2 separate regions of the Zea mays genome follow, and region 1 is linked to region 2. The links are chromatin contacts, called in public Hi-C maps. All regions are on one chromosome and are shown on one strand. Each heading gives the region's core, a stretch centred on a gene start, on an enhancer-like site or on the middle of the called end of the contact. The rest is flanking DNA. Distances are from core to core; before and after follow the strand shown. Region 1 holds the start of LOC103651056 (TOM1-like protein 6). Region 2 holds the start of LOC100282720 (prenylated Rab receptor 2).

Region 1 (3,765 bases), core at 494-2,993, 440 kb after region 2:
GCTAGATGGCCCTGACGCCGCCTGCCATCGGATTGGACAGGACGTATTAAATGCTGGGAGGACACGTCGCCCGTTAGCGTGGTGGCAGGCGACACGTCCTTTCGGCAATAAATGCAGAGGCTGCACGACTTCGTGGGCTTTGCGTCAGGCTTGGCCCGTTGGCTTATGTCGCAAGCCTTGCGCTAGTAGTGGGAAGCGCAGGGCAAGGCCTAGACACGCGCCAACACCGGACCCCCGCCCCTAATGCCAGGGTCCTTCTCGTTCCGGGACCTTGCTAATGCACGGACCTTACTTGGAGGGGGACCAGAGCCTTCCCAAGGGTCCTGGCGTGCCTTCTTGGGGCCCTGGGCTTGTACGTATAGGGGTCCGGTGTTCTTCGGAGGTCCGGACCCAACGGTGAAGACTGAGATGCACCACCTTTCCTTGCCACGTGGCGCCCTTGGACCTGCCCAATGTGGTGGGGTTGGGCGCCATTCTTCACGTGGACTTAAGGTGTTGTATGGATGCAGCGTCTTCATGTTGTAGGAGAGGGTACCCGTGATCGAGGGTACTGACATACTCCATCCAAACAGGTCTAACTTCACGAGCTCTAGCTTTGAGAAAAATTAAAACTAAAGGTCAGCTGAAATTCATGAAGCTCCTCAAAGGATACTTCACAAACACTATTTTTATACCTTCTCATGAAGTTGCATGAAAATTACACACCACGACATTGGTTACACAATATAACGCTTCGGTTCTCTCGTGACAATCATTAATCATCAATAGTAATAAAGGAAACTCACACAAACCAATTGTATTACAGAAGTCGATGTCCACGTGCAAGTCAAACAATAATTGAATCCACCTCAATAATTTGTTAGAGCTGTTTTAAGGTGAAGCTGGAAAACCGAAGCTGAAATTCTTAGAGTGAAACTCCCCAAGCTGGAATATCCCATGTTCAGGTGTGACAAAGAGAGTGTGTCCCACATGTCAACACACTAAAAAATGGTCTAGTGACTTTGAAGCTGTTCACTTTAGATTAAAGGTAGTTGTTCAGACTGTAGTCTATATTGACAAAACCTTACAATAGAAATCGTTTCGGATAAAATCCAAACGAATGGCTCTTTTACTGCAGCCTAATAGACGGGTCCTCCTGGTATTTGTTTTTTAGACTTTTAGTTGCACAGAGAAGAAATTTGGAAGCATCTGGTAGACAAAATCACTCGTTCCTGGCCTGATACCTTACTAATTTTTGCATTAGCTGTCGTAACAAACTACGAATCGTGACATCACACGTATATATTTTGTTCATTAGCATTTAGCAGCAAGCTTTCGCCGCTGCCGGCTTCAAGGAGTGGTTAGGTTTTGCATCCTTACGTTGGAGGGTAACGATATTTTTAATTTGATGACCCTGTCATCCATGGACCTTATCACCCGAATATATGATATATATATATACAATACACCTCGACGATGGCTCCAAAATGAATCGCGCGGTTGAGCCACTACAAACAAGAGCCAGCGCACCGGTTTTAAGGTTCTTGCTAGGCCCTGTTAGGCTTTGTTTGGGTACAGAGGGATTGAAGTGTATTAAGGTGTATTGAAGGGGATTGAAAAAAAATTAGTTCATATTACACTTCAATACACCACATACCACCTCAATCCATTTCAATCCGAGATTATCCAAACAAACCCTTAAGAAAGAATAATCACCATAATAATAATTAAAAGAGCATGCAATGATGACATCTCTGGATTATTGACAATTTGTACTTTATTTTGGGAAAACCCTAAAATCTAATTGTTTTAAACTACTAGTGATAAATAAAAAATAGAGGGCTGAATATTTTTATGCACAAGTTTCGATGTCTTCACCGAATTGGAGTATTAGCGTTAGCGAGGTACTTACCACGTAATTCAGCCTGGGGAACCTAGTTTTGACCAACTATAAAGCGCTAGGTCTCGGGACAGGGCCCGCCTGTCAATAGCGAGACATGTCACGAGGGCTTGACAGCTAAGCACTCGCTTCACGCCGGTGGATATTGATAGTATTTTCCTATATCGGAAAAGTCTGCTTTCGCCAGAGCTGCCTTAACGGCCCCTGATTTTTTGCAAACCTCTGTCCTAAACGCAGCCGGTGGGCGGAGCCGGTAATTATCACTCGCCCCTCTTCAATCCTCCTCCGGTCGGAACCCTAGCCCTTCCTGCCAGCGGTGGGCGGCGCTTGGCCATGTACCCGTCAGGGGCCATGGTGGGGGCGGCGCCCGCGGCGCGCCCGAGCGCGTCGTCGCGGGTGGAGAAGGCCACGAGCCACCTGCTCATGGGGCCCGACTGGGCCGTCAACCTCGAAATCTGCGACATCCTCAACGCCGACGTATGGTGAGCGCGCTGCCTCCCACTTCTTGTCGAGTCGTCATGGGGAATTTGTAGGGGTTTCGGTTTTTTATGGGTGTTAGTTGCCGTAGACGCTCAGTCGCCGTTGTGTTTCGGCCAGAATTTGGTGGGTTTTGAGTTTTGACAATTGTATGCGAGGAGGTTATGACTCTGCTCCGCCTCGCATATTCGGAGCACAAGAATACCTCGGTGTAGTGACGTTGAACTAGGTGCTGTTTATTGGCCTAACTTTAGCCTGTGGCCTGCGTTGGGGAAAAGCGATTTACGTATAACTTGGCTTTTGCCCTCTCACATGGTTATTCTTGTAGATGATGGCCCTTCTAGATGTCAACTTTACTTGCATGCCAACATGGGAAAACAAGAATATTTGTGAATCGTGTGTGGAAAGGACAATCAAAGTGATAAAATCCACAAAGTACCACAGTTGGGAGTCTAGCAGATTTTTTTTTTGGCACGGGAAACTTTCACTAAGTGTTGCCCTTGTTGGAAATGGTCAATTGAGTGTCAATTACCTTGTTATTTTTTTACAATTCCATGAACCGAGTGGAACAAATGATGCTAATACTGTTTGATTTTACTTCGTAATGATTATTCATGATAAAGCCAAACTGTGGCCCCCATACAATTGAAATGCAGATAAATTTGGATTTGCAGTTTGTATTTACCTGTATGGTGCAAAGGTTTTGATCTTATACTAACATTTCATTTAGCCTTTCTGCTTGGAAGAGTCGTATGGTTTCATTACACTACTATGACTGAAGAATTTTAAGGTTTATTGGTTCTGGGTTCCGGTACCTATCAGCTGATCCTATTGATTTTGAACATCTGAATCAGGCAAACAAAGGATGTGGTGAAGGCAGTGAAAAAGAGATTGCAGAACAAGGACCCAAAGGTTCAGTTTTTTGCTTTAACGGTATGTACTTTTGTTGTGGCAAGACTAAACATGTGAGGATATTTAATACACAATAAGGATACAAGTTTTATTTCATTTTATTCATATCAGTTATAAACTGCTGCAGCTTTTGGAGACAATGATGAAGAACTGTGGTGAATATGTTCAGTTTGAAGTTGCTGAACAACATGTTCTGCAAGAAATGGTTAAAATTATCCAGAAGAAGGTATGTAATATAATAATATTCTTACTTTACTTTTATATTTCCTATATTTTTTTCTTAGAGTACATTTTTTAACGTATTGGTTGATGAGCCATGCTATAAAGCTATGGGACTATGGGAGAGAGTTATCGAGCATCATCTGAGAGGAATAACGAGGATCATTATAAACCAATTTGAAAGGTCAACCATGGAAGTTTTTTTTTAAAAGACAAGTGACGGGCAATACATGGATAAGAAGTAGGACCTACACATGGTTTTCACTGACTTGGAGAAG
Region 2 (3,979 bases), core at 187-2,686:
GCCGCCGATGACATCGGAGGAGCACCCCTCGTCTAGTCGTCTGCGTCCTCGGACGGCAGCACCCCCATCGGCTTCGACGAACATCTTGATCCCTCGCCATCACCTTTGACATCCTTCGACTTTCCTCCTGAATCTGATGACTCCGCCGCCTCCTCGCTGCTCTCGGACGGCTCTTTAGAGTCCGAGTCCATCATTTTCAAGAAACCCCGCCCACCCGTGCGCTCGTGGCCGGCCTCCGACGAGATCGCGATCCTCGAGACCGTCGCGTCGCACTGGCAAAAGCACGAGCGACTTCCCCTAGCAGACGACCTCGCCGCCGCGGTGTGGGGCCGCCTCAGCGCCGCGCAGATCACCAGGCGGTTGTGCGCGCACCGCAACTGGTACGACAACGCCGTTATCCGCCTCAAACGCGGCACGATCCCGGCGAAGGACAACGACGTCACCATCTACAGGCTCTCCAAGCTCATCTGGGAGGACAAACGCAGGGAGAGGATAGAGAAGAAGACCAATGCGCGCAACGACCCAAGAGGGTTCGATGAGCTGGTCGAGCTGTACCCTTGCCTCTCCGCGGAGGCGACTGGTGCGGGGTTTCGTTGGACTGCATGGAAGGGACGGAGGAAGCGGACTGTGCGGTAGGGGCAGAGGAAGCGTGGGGGAGGCGGGGGCACAAGGGTAGTCTACACTAATGACTTAATAGTTAGTAGAGAAAAGATATATCGGTCAGCCTTACCAGACCGATGGTTGTACTGTCTCCCATCTCAATGCCAAGTAAGGCCTACAGCCCAATGAGGCCCAGTGAAAAGTTAGGTCTAGACCCACGGATTATTTTGCAGTTCTGAATAGGGATGAAAACGGTCGGAAACGATATTTATTCGGTAATCAGTTTTTTCTTTGATTGTGAATAAATAGGATATAGAATATACAATACAAATTTGTATTCTTATTTTTAATATCCAACTTGTTAAGATTCATAAAAGGTAAACCTCAAATTCATCCTACATTTTCTCAAATAATAGATATAAACTTCGGTATGGATTCGGAAACAAATTCGGTAAATTTTTCAACTTTTTGTGTTGTAGAGAACAAATAATACATAAAACAACTTATATAATATTTTATTCATATTTGTACTAATGTGCTTGATAACATAAGAAAAGATTAACATCAAATTTTATACATATCTATTTTAAAATATTAAATTTGTTCTAACAGTTCGGATTACCACTTTCATCCCTAGTTCTGAAGGCACACCCGAAGGAGTTATCGTGCGTTCGTGGGAAAGGCATGTTGTAAGCACGAGACATATGGGCCCCGTGTTAGCCGTGTACCCACTGTATTAGTGATGATGGTGAGTGGTGACGGGCATAGAAGCACCAATCTGCGGAAGCATAAAAACGAAGGAAAGCGCACCTCGGGGCTCGGGTTCGTACTCGTCGTGGAAGAGGTCGACCCAGTCCCAGTTCAGATTCCGCAAAACAGGCAGTCAGGCTCAGGCACCAACACCAACCATGGCCTCCGCTGCGACACCTGCGCCTTTGCTCCCCGTGACCAGCACGGCTGCCGGCGGCGGCTCCGCGCCGTCCTCCGCCACGGGCCTCTCCGACGCGGCGCTCGCCACGCCGGCCTTCCGCCTCTTCGTGAGCCGGCTGGCCGAGACGGCGCGGCGCTCGCTCGCGGACCGGCGCCCATGGACGGAGCTGCTGGACCGATCGGCTTTCTCCCGCCCCGACTCCCTCTCCGAGGCCACCTCGCGCCTGCGCCGCAACCTCGGCTACTTCCGCGTCAACTACGCCGCCGTCGTCGCCTTCTCCCTCGCGGCCTCGCTCCTGGCGCACCCTTTCTCCCTCCTCGTCCTCCTCAGCATCCTCGGCGCCTGGTGCTTCCTCTACGTCTTCCGCGCCCCCGACCAGCTCGTCGTGCTCTTCGGCCGCACCTTCACCGACCGCGAGACGCTGCTTGGCCTTACCGTCGCTTCTGTGCTCGCCTTCTTCCTCACCTCCGTGGCTTCGCTCATCATCTCCGGGCTGCTTGTCGGGGGCGCCATTGTCGCAGCGCACGGCGCCTGCCGCATTCCAGAGGACCTCTTCCTTGATGATCCGAGCGCTGCGTCCAGTGGAAACACCACCAGCAGGCTGATCTCCTTCCTTGCGTCGCCCGGATCTGGGGTTTGATGCATCAAGGACCGGTAGGAAATTCTTGTGCTCGGCGAATTCAGTTGAAGTCAAATAGAGATCTGATCCAGAAGCTGTATAAACCAGCTCCTTGCTCATGTGGTACCTCACCTGCGAGTAGCATTGTATAAGTGGATCCGATTTTTCTGTTCTACTTTGTGTGGAATTACGCAAGGATCTGCAATTGCTGTACTTCTCTTGCACTTCACCAGATCTGGTGACAATGACCATTAAGCATTGTCAAATGCCAACATGTATCGGTGTGATCTTTACATTCATCATTCATGTGTACAACTCTACATCATGACAAATTTTATGGATCTCTGGTTATTTTTGCCTCATTAGAAATTTTGGTCCTCGTGTACAAAATCCATTGTCAACTCTGGATGCTTAGGGGCTGTGATCAGTTTTTAATGTTGTATGCAATATTTGTGGGTTTGATGTTCTGAGCAATATTATACTGTGGTAAATCATATGACAATGCTAGGTTTATAAGATTATATAAGTTCTTTTTTTTTGGAGAGAACATAACTAGTACAGTACGTTCTAAAATGATGAAGTTGTACATTAGTTAGGATCTCAGGTAGATTGCATCCTTATATTAGCCTTTTCACCCTACAACTGTGCCTGAGTGTACAGAAATTACAGGACATGAAGGTGCCCATGGGGCCAAAAAAGTCGGTGAACCAAAATTGTGGCAAAGGTAGTCAACCAGCTAAAGCTTAAGTTGGCATAAAGTGTTGAGTGACGCTGTCTGTAATCCTCTCAAAGCTATTGAATTAGTGCCCTAAACTTAGAGAGTGCTAATTGTGTTTTACTATGGAAAAAAGCATTGCAAAATTTCGCTCGGCTGCAGTTATCATGTTCATCATAGTAAAATTGTTTCAATCTCCCAACAACATTTAGCATTGATTTTTTTTGGTTGAAATTATTGCTTGCGGTTAAAAGTAGGGGGTCTGTTCTAAAATTTTCTGTCATATGGTGCTGAAATTGTTCTGAAGTATCGTTCAGGCCAACAATGTCATTCTTGTTGAGTGCCGATTCCTGCATAGATATACTGTATTAATGTTACATCAGTACAGGCAGCCCAATCATCAGTTCATCGCGAGTCGATCTATGAAGGTGGTTTCAGTAATTAGAAAAAAGGGAGGGACCAACCTAGCAGGAAGGTAGTTTCAATGTCTTGTCTGTTTGAATGGCCCATGACTATAATTCATGATACACTGACACTTATTGTACTTTGGATGTTGTTTAAGATTGCTTATATTATACTGCACAATTTTATATTGATGTCAGATCAACTGTAGTAGGATACTAGGATCCCAGAGTGGTGGTTGACCTGGCTATAATAGAAGATATCAAATGAGAGTTGAGTTTAGATTTCACACAGGCATTGCTTATGTAAGTACTGATCATGCAGGAGTATACCAAGTCCTAGCCTATGTATAGTGTTGCTGATCCTTTTTAAATATGTCATTGTTCTCTCTTGTTTAGGCCTTGTTTGGATAAAGAGGGATTGAAGTGGATTGAAGTGTATTTTAGGGATTGAAAGGGAAATTAGGTAATATTACACTTCAATACACCTTATACCACCTCAATCCACTCCAATCCAAGATTATCCAAACAAGCCCTTAGGAGGTAGGATTTTACCAACCATTGGAGTATTTGGTCTTGTTTCTTGCATTTTCAAGGAATATGTGGGTTGGCAGTAATCATCTGAAGACTGCATGATCTGATTATATCAGTGGTGATAGCTAATTCGTAGGTAAAGAAATTTGGTGGTTGAGCTACTTGATTCTGATGTCTGA

The links. Hi-C and Micro-C count contacts between places; a contact is called where the count stands out from the background.
Region 1: a Hi-C map of endosperm shows a contact between it and region 2, with 4 times the contacts expected there. The contact joins the promoter of LOC103651056 here to the promoter of LOC100282720 in region 2. A contact is called at or near these places in 2 of 25 Hi-C or Micro-C datasets (endosperm and leaf).

The regions. Positions count from the first base shown.
Region 1 is chr3:189,194,465-189,198,229 of Zm-B73-REFERENCE-NAM-5.0, forward strand. LOC103651056 (TOM1-like protein 6) reads left to right here and starts at 1,744. Exons shown (of 9, transcript XM_008676654.4): 1 at 1,744-2,361; 2 at 3,211-3,289; 3 at 3,396-3,494. The coding sequence starts at 2,213.
Region 2 is chr3:188,751,240-188,755,218 of Zm-B73-REFERENCE-NAM-5.0, forward strand. It overlaps LOC100282720 (prenylated Rab receptor 2), which reads left to right and starts at 1,437. Exons shown (of 1, transcript NM_001155627.1): 1 at 1,437-2,511. The coding sequence starts at 1,509. The coding sequence ends at 2,171. It also overlaps the pseudogene LOC103652421.